Regions from separate parts of the Gossypium hirsutum genome. Here regions 2 and 3 are each linked to region 1. The links are chromatin contacts, called in public Hi-C maps. All regions are on one chromosome and are shown on one strand. The core of a region is the stretch at or near the end of the contact, and the rest is flanking DNA. Distances in the headings are between cores, read along the strand shown.

Region 1 (3,124 bases), core at 309-2,808:
TGAATTTAGCAAGTTTATGAAAAAGGTGAGATTTTGCAGCTTCAGAAAACAACATACAATGATATGATCGCAAGAAGTGAGGATGTCATAGGAATTTGCTTTAGTTGGATTCTATTTTTTTTTTATTCATTATGTATTTTGGGATCCTTAAGCTTATGTATTTGTTATGGTTAAATTTTAATGGTATGTACATGGATGTGTTTTGTGCCATTTTGCTAATTTTTATAAATTCCACACTCACACAAGAAAAAAGAAAAAACTAGAGTTGAACCATTTTCAATTTTGAGATTGTAGATTGTTTACAAGAGATTTATACAGAATAAATATCAGTTATTGTGAGGGTTTATTAGCCCTTTCTTTATCTCATTAAAGCCCATGTTTGGTGGGCTGATTTTTTTTCCCCAGGGGAGCATCTTGCTTCATTACTGCCAACGGAGTTGGAGATGGATTCATGCGCACTTCTGCTTCTTGACTTTGGAAGCTTGTTCAGCATTTCAGCTTTGTCTTCCAACTCATCTTTCATATTTGTGTAATTATTCACAGCATCATCATCATCATCATTAGAGCTCTCTCTAAATAACTCAATTAGTTGCTTCTTTGTATCTGTGGGAGAATTTTCCTTCAAGGTTTTCCGGTTTTTAGGGCTATTTCCGCAAGAAAAAGTAGAATCTGGATGAAACCAAGCTTTGTCAAAAGCAACGATGTGATTTTGAAGTTAAGAAACTTAGCAATGCTATTATTATGGGGAAATGAAAATAGTTTGTCTCAACAAAATTAGGGAAAATCTCACCACCATTCACACTGAAGAAATCTTCACTGTCAGATTCTAACCATTGGATGGAATCAAAAAACTTCTCCTCTGTGTTACCTGCATAGAAATGATAGACACACTTCAGTTAGATATGTTAAAAACTTGAGTAAATTAGTTTCCAGGCAATAATAAAGGTTAAAGATCTGCATAATGTAATAATCCATTGATGACAAAAAAAGAAAATAAATGTTAAGAAAGCCAGGTTAAGGAACAAACTCGAGTCTCGAAAACTAATTTCTTGTTCCATTGATGATGGCTGACGCCTGGAACCGAGTTCAGCAATGGAGCGCTCCTTTCTGGCAATGTTCTTCTTAGTGGGGGATTGAATTTGGGCACTAAGATTCATGTCTATAGCATCTTTGTTCTTGCAAACTCTAGCGCAATTGCCCATGTCTTTTTGCGACAATGACTGTGTCTCCTACACATTCATGAGGCGGCACTTTAACCAGCCTGTTTTTCTTCAATGCAAGCCAAGAAAAAAAGAGAAGAAAATTGAGAGAGAAAGGATAGGAATATGGGATTTTAGCTTCTTTTTTTTTTTTTTTGCTTGAATTAAATCAACCAAAATGAGGGGAAGGGAGTGGGGAGCTGATTGCTCTTAAAAGCAAAGAAATATCACTGCTTGCTAGCTTGGGTCCATCCATAATCAATGATCTCTTAATTTGGCCTTTATACTGTGCCATTATCTTTGTTTGATTGATACCTTTCTTACTGAACTATTATTTTCATGGCCGTTGCAGGAAAAGAAATAAAGGTTGTTTGTGGGGGTGGTTTCATCATTCCTCTTTTTTGGATTTGTTTTAACTTTGCTTTACCGACATTAACCTCGTTCCAAACTTGTATGCTAAGTTCAGTGTATAAAAGGAACCCTGAATCCAGATCAACTTGACAGTTCTTTTCTTATCTTTGCTTTGCTTTGAATAATTTTCAGATCCCGTTGTATTGTATTGTATTGTAGGGATCACCAAAGACTGAAGAATTCAACTTTGATTTTGTTATACCAACAAGTATAACGCCACATCTCAACAGAACTTAGTGTTGGCCACCTCAGAAGTCGAGTATAGAAGTGCAGCTAATGCAACATCCGAATTGACATGATTTCGTTCTCTGCTGGATGAAATATGTGTGAAGATTAAAGGCATACCAGTAATTTGGTGTGATAATTCCAGCACGGTGTCCTTGGCAGCAAATCCAGTGCTACATGCTCATGTTAAGCATGTTGAGCTTGACTTACATTTTGTGCGTGACAAGGTGCTCAGCGACAACTTCAGGTCAACTATGTACCTGGGAATGATCAAGTAGACCAAACCGTTAACCATAGGTGTTTTTTCTTGTTGTCATGCTAAGATGAATGTGATTGCTATTGAGTCTGGAGGGGGAATATCAGAAGTAACTAAGTAACTTGAATTAATTAAGAGCAATTCATTGTTAGTTAAGTAGTTAAGGGTAGTTTTCTACTTTGTTAATGATTCATTTCTGGAGTATAAGTATTGAATGTGGATTGTAATTGTTAAGTTAGATTAATGAGTTTTCTAATAAGACTATACTCTTAATTTCGTTAGAAGTCTAGAATGGTTGAGTTTCAACTTTCATCTATATTTACTTTTTCTATTAAGAGTTGGAAGTTGCCAACTAACTGGCGAGTTCCCTCATGGTTTATTTATTTTCCTAAAAACATTAAATCTGAGTACTAGTTTTTTCTTCTCAAATTCCATGGCCTTATAGGATACACTTGCCATATGATCAACAGTGTTAAGTAAAAGGGTCAAACTTAATGTCAGAAAAATAATATCTAACAAAAATGATTTACTTAACCCATGAAATGTGCATTTAACCCTACACAGATAGAATTAATGCCTTAGCACTGTGGCCTTGAATTGTTAGAAAAGAAAGAAATTATTACAATCACATCCCAGGGATAAACAGAAATTTAAAATTACAAAAAAAAAAAAATTGTAGCCAAGAAAGGACACATTGTCTCCTATTGGCTCTCCCGAGACAGTTGAATTTTCAAGAAAATTTTGGGCCTAATCTGGAAAACCATTTAGAGGAATGAATATAGTTAATCTTCGACCCCTAACAAAAATCAGTATACCATGTTATTTCACAGACAAAAGACAAAACAAGCTTATATATGTGTGTTGTTAATTTATGTTCCAATTCTTTCAAGATTCTCGGAAACAGTTTTCATCCTGGGTCGAATCTCAGGGTCTGCTTCAGTGCATGCAAGCGCTACATGAAAAACAGCTAACACTTCCTTCTTGGAATGCACTTCTTGTAATAACATCGGATCCACCATATCCGACAAGGGGT
Region 2 (3,124 bases), core at 436-2,935, 300 kb before region 1:
GTATAGGTGGTTCATCATGATATCAAATTATTGGCAATCTTTTGCACTTGAATTAGCTTAATTTTACTATGTTGTATCTCACTTCTATGCTCTTCGGTATTGCTTTGTTCAGTTATGTTTTGCGTTGTATAAGAAGTTTTCAAATGCTTATGATTTCTGTTTCCAATCAATTGAATATTGAATGTATGTAAGATTTAGTAGACTGCTGATGGACTCTGATTGTGGATTGCAGCATGGAAGGTTTTGTAAAGAGGAAAGGTGGATGGGGCAAAGAGTCAGGATGCCTTAAAAGAATGGAGCAGCATTGGAGTTATTGTGAAGGTGCCACACACGGGGAAAAAGAGTTTAGCAGGTTTCTTCGAGTATTAATGCAGGAAATGTGGATAGGTCTTTGCTTCAAATATTAACTGAAATATGTGAATATAGCTTCCTTGTGTAGCTGAAATAGACAAATAGCGAGTGACTTTGTAAAGTATTTAAATGTGTATTTTGTATTCTTCTTATTTACCATTAAAAAAAAACATGGGAGGGTTGATTGATTCCCATTTCTTTTCTATGAGGTAAGCCTTTAAAAAAAAAAAAGAAAAACTGTTAGAGAAATAATTATATAAAGAAGTAATTTTGTAAGATGAAGGCGGCGGGAATTTTTGCGTTGATCTATTCAATTCATCAAATTTGATTTTCTTATTTTTTAAAAAATATTATAAAATCTAAAAAAAAAGAGCTTCATCTTGGCTCTTCCCTCTTACTCTGTTCCAGGCAAGTGATGAAATGGTTTCCTTTTCTTATTGTATTTGGTTGAAAGAAAAAGACTTTTAAAGAGAAGTAAATTGATTTGAAATGCAAGTGTGTTTAAATAGCTTAAGCATGGATAATGCTTATCCAGAAATGAGAAATGTGGATTACATCATTCACAACCCAAATGCCTTCTTCTTTGTTTGGTCAGTTACAGTGATTAGCATTGGCCACAATTCAACTTTGTTATTACGAAGACCATTCATTGTAGAAGAAGAAGATGGATGAAATATGTCAAAAATCATAGATATATCTTAAAACACTGTGTAACATACAAAACATAAAATGACAAGTGAGGTTTTTTATTTATTTTTAATACTCAAGTATCTATTAGTCGAAATGTAGTGTGTAGCTTAATAATACTCCAAAGACGCAATGGAACTTTTCTTAATTGAAAAAACACAGGATTAACAAAACGCGAGAGAGCTTAGATTTTCGTGGGGATTAAGCTCAAGACTCAACATTAGAACACGAAGCAAGCAGAGTGACATAACAAGTTTATAAATACTTCATAACATCCTGAATCAGATAATGCATGATCAACCTAGATACAAGTGAACCTTAACAGCAAGCAAGAAGACACAGATTGGCCCAAAATACAGCAGAGAATGGATTAGAACCGAAGCACCACTTGTCTTAAAATTCCCAAACTCCACGCACCTATGGTGCCCTGGAACCTGAAACAACAGCCCTGGGGTTAGCAGCACGAACAACACCATTGCCACAAAAACAGGTCCCCAATCCGCTATTGTTTTTTCTTCTTTTAAATAACGACGAAGTCCCAGACAACTCGGTGAAGGTTTGTGAGTTTGAGGGAGAGAGTGAGAGGGTATATATATATGTGTGTGCAAAGAAAGTGGTGGGTAGTGTGGGGCGGAGTTTAGGGGATTAAGTCATTTGGATTCACAACAGCCGCCCCATTTGTACTGCTGGGAATAACTTGCTTCCCATGCTTTACCCAAAGCGTTATATCGATGGACAAATGCACAACCAGAATCTGCAGAGAATATGTGCTGTTCAAGTAAATTAAATTTAAAAGAAAACAATCCCATTCTCACCTTTACTAGGGAAACGCCTACTTACCAACATAATCAATGCACTCAAAATTTTGACAGCGTAAACCCACAAGGATTTGTCCTAGGGCGTGACAAATGGGGAGAAGGAAGTTGCACTTGTTAATTGAAAATCATGTTATCGGCCAATTGAAAATGGAGGTCTATGTATATTAAAAAATTGGAGGTCTCCGTCTAATAAAAATAAGAGCTAATATATGTTTTGTCTCTGAGTTTCATCATCTGTATTTAATTAGTACCTAATTTTTAATTTGGTCATACATTGATACTGCAACATAATTAAAATATACTAATGTGATAATAATGACCAATAGTATGATAATTCATGACAGTACATATTTTAACATATCGCAAAAATTAAAAAAATAAAAAGTAATATTTAAAATTATAAAAAATTATATTTTTTAGCATAAAGAATGAACCTAGACAAGTAATTGTTCAGATACGTTTGAACTCGAAAAACTATTTGTTGAGGTTCATTCCAAACATTTTTATAGCAATTTTATATAATTTTAGTTTTAATAAAATATTAGATTTTTATATTATTATGAAATTAAAAATACAATTATATATTTATAGATTTTATAGTTTTTATATGAAACATATTTTATACAAATTATGATATTTTATAAAATATGATGCGGAATAGATTTTATAAAATATTAAATTTGATGTATTTTTAATTCAATAACATTTTTTTGCCACATAGGATTGCCATGTGTCACCATACTATTTATCATAAGTGCTATGTTAGCGTAATTTAAGAGTGTTACCAAAGTATGTAACAAAATTGAAGTTTAGGTATTAGGTAAAAAAGAAAAAGGTACCAATTATGTACAAGTGGCCAAGATCAATGGCAAAAGATATATTAACCCTTATTATTATTAGGAATAATATCACATTTGGCATCTGTACTTTTATAAAATGTCTAATATGGTGCTTATACTTTGAAAAGTCCAATATGGTACTTAAATTATCAATTTGTATATTATTTGGTAGTTGTACTTTTATAAGATGTTCAATTTGGTACTTATACTTTGAAAAATATTAATGTGGTACATGGACTATCTATCTGTGTATTATTATGGTACTTGGAGTTAACACACTTTGTAAATGCAAAACCAACTAATAAAAATTTGATACATGATTTTTTTTCAAATCATCAATTCCACGTGGATAATATAATGGTATAAAATTAAATTAAGTTAAATTTAAAACAAATCTAAACTTAAACAACATAAGTTTAACTTAAAAAA
Region 3 (3,124 bases), core at 226-2,725, 280 kb before region 1:
ATCCATATTGATGGAGGCATACGATCCGCCATTTGCACAGTTCATCTGAAGATCAAAGATGATTTCGTTTGTCATTGGGTTGTTCTAACTAGGTTCTTAAGACACCAAACTTTTGGGTTTAGTTGGCCTTAGGAACCTGAATTTTGTATGGGCTTTTCCGTGACTATACATATTGAGAACTCACTCCATCACGTCAAAGCCACACAGGTTTCAACCAATTAATAGAGTAGAAACAAAGTTTGTTTTTCAATCTTGACGGACCAGATCATGTTCTTCTTAAATGATGTCTGTATGAATACAATAGAGTATTCTTCAGACTTCAAACCATGGATCATCATTTCAATTCTTCTCAACGGTGTCAGATTCTGTTCTTTTCAATCTTGAAGGACCAGATCATGTTCTTCCTAAATGATGTCTGTATGAATACAATAGGGTATTATTCGGACTTCAAACCATGGATCATCATTTCAATTCTTCTTAACGGTGTCAGATTCTGTTCTGATAAATGGTGAGGAGATGAGATCTATTCAGCTCAGTCAAGGTTTGCAACTACAATCTATTTTTCATAAAAGCCAATAATACACAAAGAAAGTAAGAAGCCCCGTTGGCATGACATGGTTACCACCATTTTAAAGTGGAAGGAATGGATCAGATTTTCAGTTTTGTATAAGGTTAAGGGGCTCCTTAATTTTATCTGCATTTCTTCTCTGGGCTTTACAACAATTTTGTAGGCTTCACATAATATAGAGCAATAGCTGCCTGCTATTAAGCATTTCAATCTCCTCCTTTCGGAAGCACCAAGCCAGTGTTAATAAATACAGAAAAATCTACTTTTATAGATGTGGTTAAGCATTTATATCCATATGTATCAGTTATCAGTTCACACAGTATCAAGTACGTGTTTTGTTTATTACCAACTTTTATGTTTTTTTTTTAAATTTTGTTTACATAATTATGATTTTTTTAATTTATAAATATGTGTTTTTGTTATGAAATATTTATGTGGATGTCATTATCAACCCCATAAGTTATAAAACTCTTCCTATACCCCATAAGTTATGAGATTTTTCCTATACCCTATTAATATGGGAGATAAAAGGTCATGACCCTTTACATGCCCTATAATAATTAGAGAGTTACTTTTAACCCCTATATATATGAGGCTCATATACTCATGAAAATATATATATATATATATAAAGATACACTCTCTTTTCTATATTCTCTCTACACTCTTTCTTCTATCACATTTTAGTTTATTCTTTCTTTATTATTTCACAACACATTATCAGCACGAGTCTCTAATACAAGAAATCAAGGCCAACAAATTTTTCCTTAAAGATTGCCGAAGGACGCTTAGGTGAAGTAATGGTAACAAGTTGATCTATTTCATTTGCATATGTGTTATTTCATTTGCATATTAACATGCTTTATTTTACATTATGGACTTGTATATTTTGTCTTATAGTTTATAATGTCAAATCTTACAAAACTCGAATTTGTGGATCTGGACATCACTGGAAATAACTATTTATCATGGGTACTAGATGTTGAAATTCACTTAGATGCAAAGGGTCTTAATGAGACTATTAAGGAGGGAAATGAAGAAAGTACACAAGATAAGGCCAATGCGATGATTTTCCTTCGCTATCACCTCCATGAAGGTCTAAAGACCGAATATTTGACTGTTAAGGACCCTCAAATTCTTTGGGCCAATCTAAAGGAAAGATATGACCATCATAAAATTGTGATTTTGCCTAAAGCTCGTTATGAGTGGCTGAATTTAAGATTGCAAGACTTTAAGTCTGTTAGTGATTATAACTCGGCCATGTTCAAAATCACTTCACAATTGAATTTATGTGCAGAGAATATTACTGATGCAGAAATGTTAGAAAAAACATACTCAACTTTCCATGTAAATAATGTTGTCCTGCAGACACAATATCGTGAAAAAGGCTTCCAGAAATATTCTGAATTAATTTCTTGTCTCCTAGTGGCGGAGCAAAACAACGAGCTGCTAATGAAAAACCATGAATTACGCCCAACTGGCTCTACTCCATTCCCTGAAGCGAATGTGAGTTTACATAATGGGCAAGAATTAAAAGAAACACACCATGCAAATAGTAGTGTGCGTGGCCGTGGCCGTGGTCGTGGCCAAGGGCGTGGCCGCAGACATAGATATGGATATGGTCGAGGTGGTCATTTTAAAAATTCACATTCCTACCAGAAGTGGGATCGGAAAAATGGTAACAGTGAAAAGAAAGAAAAAGGTGAAAATGTGACTCATGTATGCTATAGTTGTGGAGGAAAAGGACATTAGTCTCGTATGTGTCGCACACAAAAGTATCTAGTTGATCTTTATCAGCAGTCCATAAAACAGAAGGGAAAGAAAGTAGAAACCAATCTTGTGTATAAAGATGGCGAAGGTGATTTTGATGATGGCAATGCAACCCATTTAGAAGTGGCTGATTTTCTTTCTACCCCTGAAGGAAATTATTAAGGCCACAAATTTCGATAAATAATAAAATAAACCTCTACTACTCTATGTTTCACTTAGCAACTTTAATAATGATGTTATGACCTTTACTAGTGCTATGTTTTATGTGATAATTTTGTTTTATAGACCTTTTAGTAATTTGAACTTTGAATACCTATTTTAACCATTATGTGTGACATTTTGTGGTTATGTTGTTTCTTTGAAGAACATAATCTCGCAAAGGCAATCAGCTATGAATGGTGAAAATATATGTCTAGCAGACAGTGCAACTACTCACACCATACTGAAAGACAAGAGATATTTTTCTCATTTAATAATGAAAGAAGAAAGTGTGAGCACTATATCTGGTAGTACAACTTTTATAGAAGGCTCCGGAAGAGCAATTATTTTATTACCAAGGGGAACAAAAATTGAAATTATTAATGCATTATACTCCCCTAAGTCTCAAAGAAATTTATTGAGGTTTAAAGATATTCGCCAAAATGGATATCATATTGAGACTTTAAACGAAGGAAATTGTGAATTCCTTCAAATTATGAGTATTGCTCAATGCAATAAACAAATTGTTGAGAAATTGCCTGCATTCTTTACTGGTTTGTACTACACAAAGATCAGTTCTATAGAAAC

The links. Hi-C and Micro-C count contacts between places; a contact is called where the count stands out from the background.
Region 2: a contact with region 1 is called in a Hi-C map of leaf, with 1.9 times the contacts expected there. The contact joins the promoter of LOC107934503 here to the promoter of LOC121210977 in region 1. A contact is called at or near these places in 3 of 34 Hi-C or Micro-C datasets (hypocotyl and leaf).
Region 3: a contact with region 1 is called in a Hi-C map of leaf, with 2.7 times the contacts expected there. The contact joins the promoter of LOC121211442 here to the promoter of LOC121210977 in region 1. A contact is called at or near these places in 7 of 34 Hi-C or Micro-C datasets (callus and leaf).

Annotation. Positions count from the first base shown.
Region 1 is chrA12:91,097,343-91,100,466 of Gossypium_hirsutum_v2.1, reverse strand. LOC121210977 reads right to left here and starts at 1,558. Exons shown (of 3, transcript XM_041083060.1): 1 at 1,028-1,558; 2 at 791-868; 3 at 261-669. The coding sequence starts at 1,202. The coding sequence ends at 359. It overlaps LOC121210976 (receptor protein kinase-like protein ZAR1), which reads right to left. Exons shown (of 2, transcript XM_041083059.1): 2 at 2,617-3,124. The coding sequence ends at 2,961.
Region 2 is chrA12:91,401,847-91,404,970 of Gossypium_hirsutum_v2.1, reverse strand. It overlaps LOC107934503, which reads right to left and starts at 1,685. Exons shown (of 1, transcript XM_016866950.2): 1 at 361-1,685. The coding sequence starts at 1,685. The coding sequence ends at 1,335. It overlaps LOC107934512, which reads left to right. Exons shown (of 2, transcript XM_016866957.2): 2 at 233-554. The coding sequence ends at 249.
Region 3 is chrA12:91,375,391-91,378,514 of Gossypium_hirsutum_v2.1, reverse strand. LOC121211442 reads left to right here and starts at 1,475. Exons shown (of 2, transcript XM_041084209.1): 1 at 1,475-2,287; 2 at 2,381-2,500. The coding sequence starts at 1,475. The coding sequence ends at 2,500.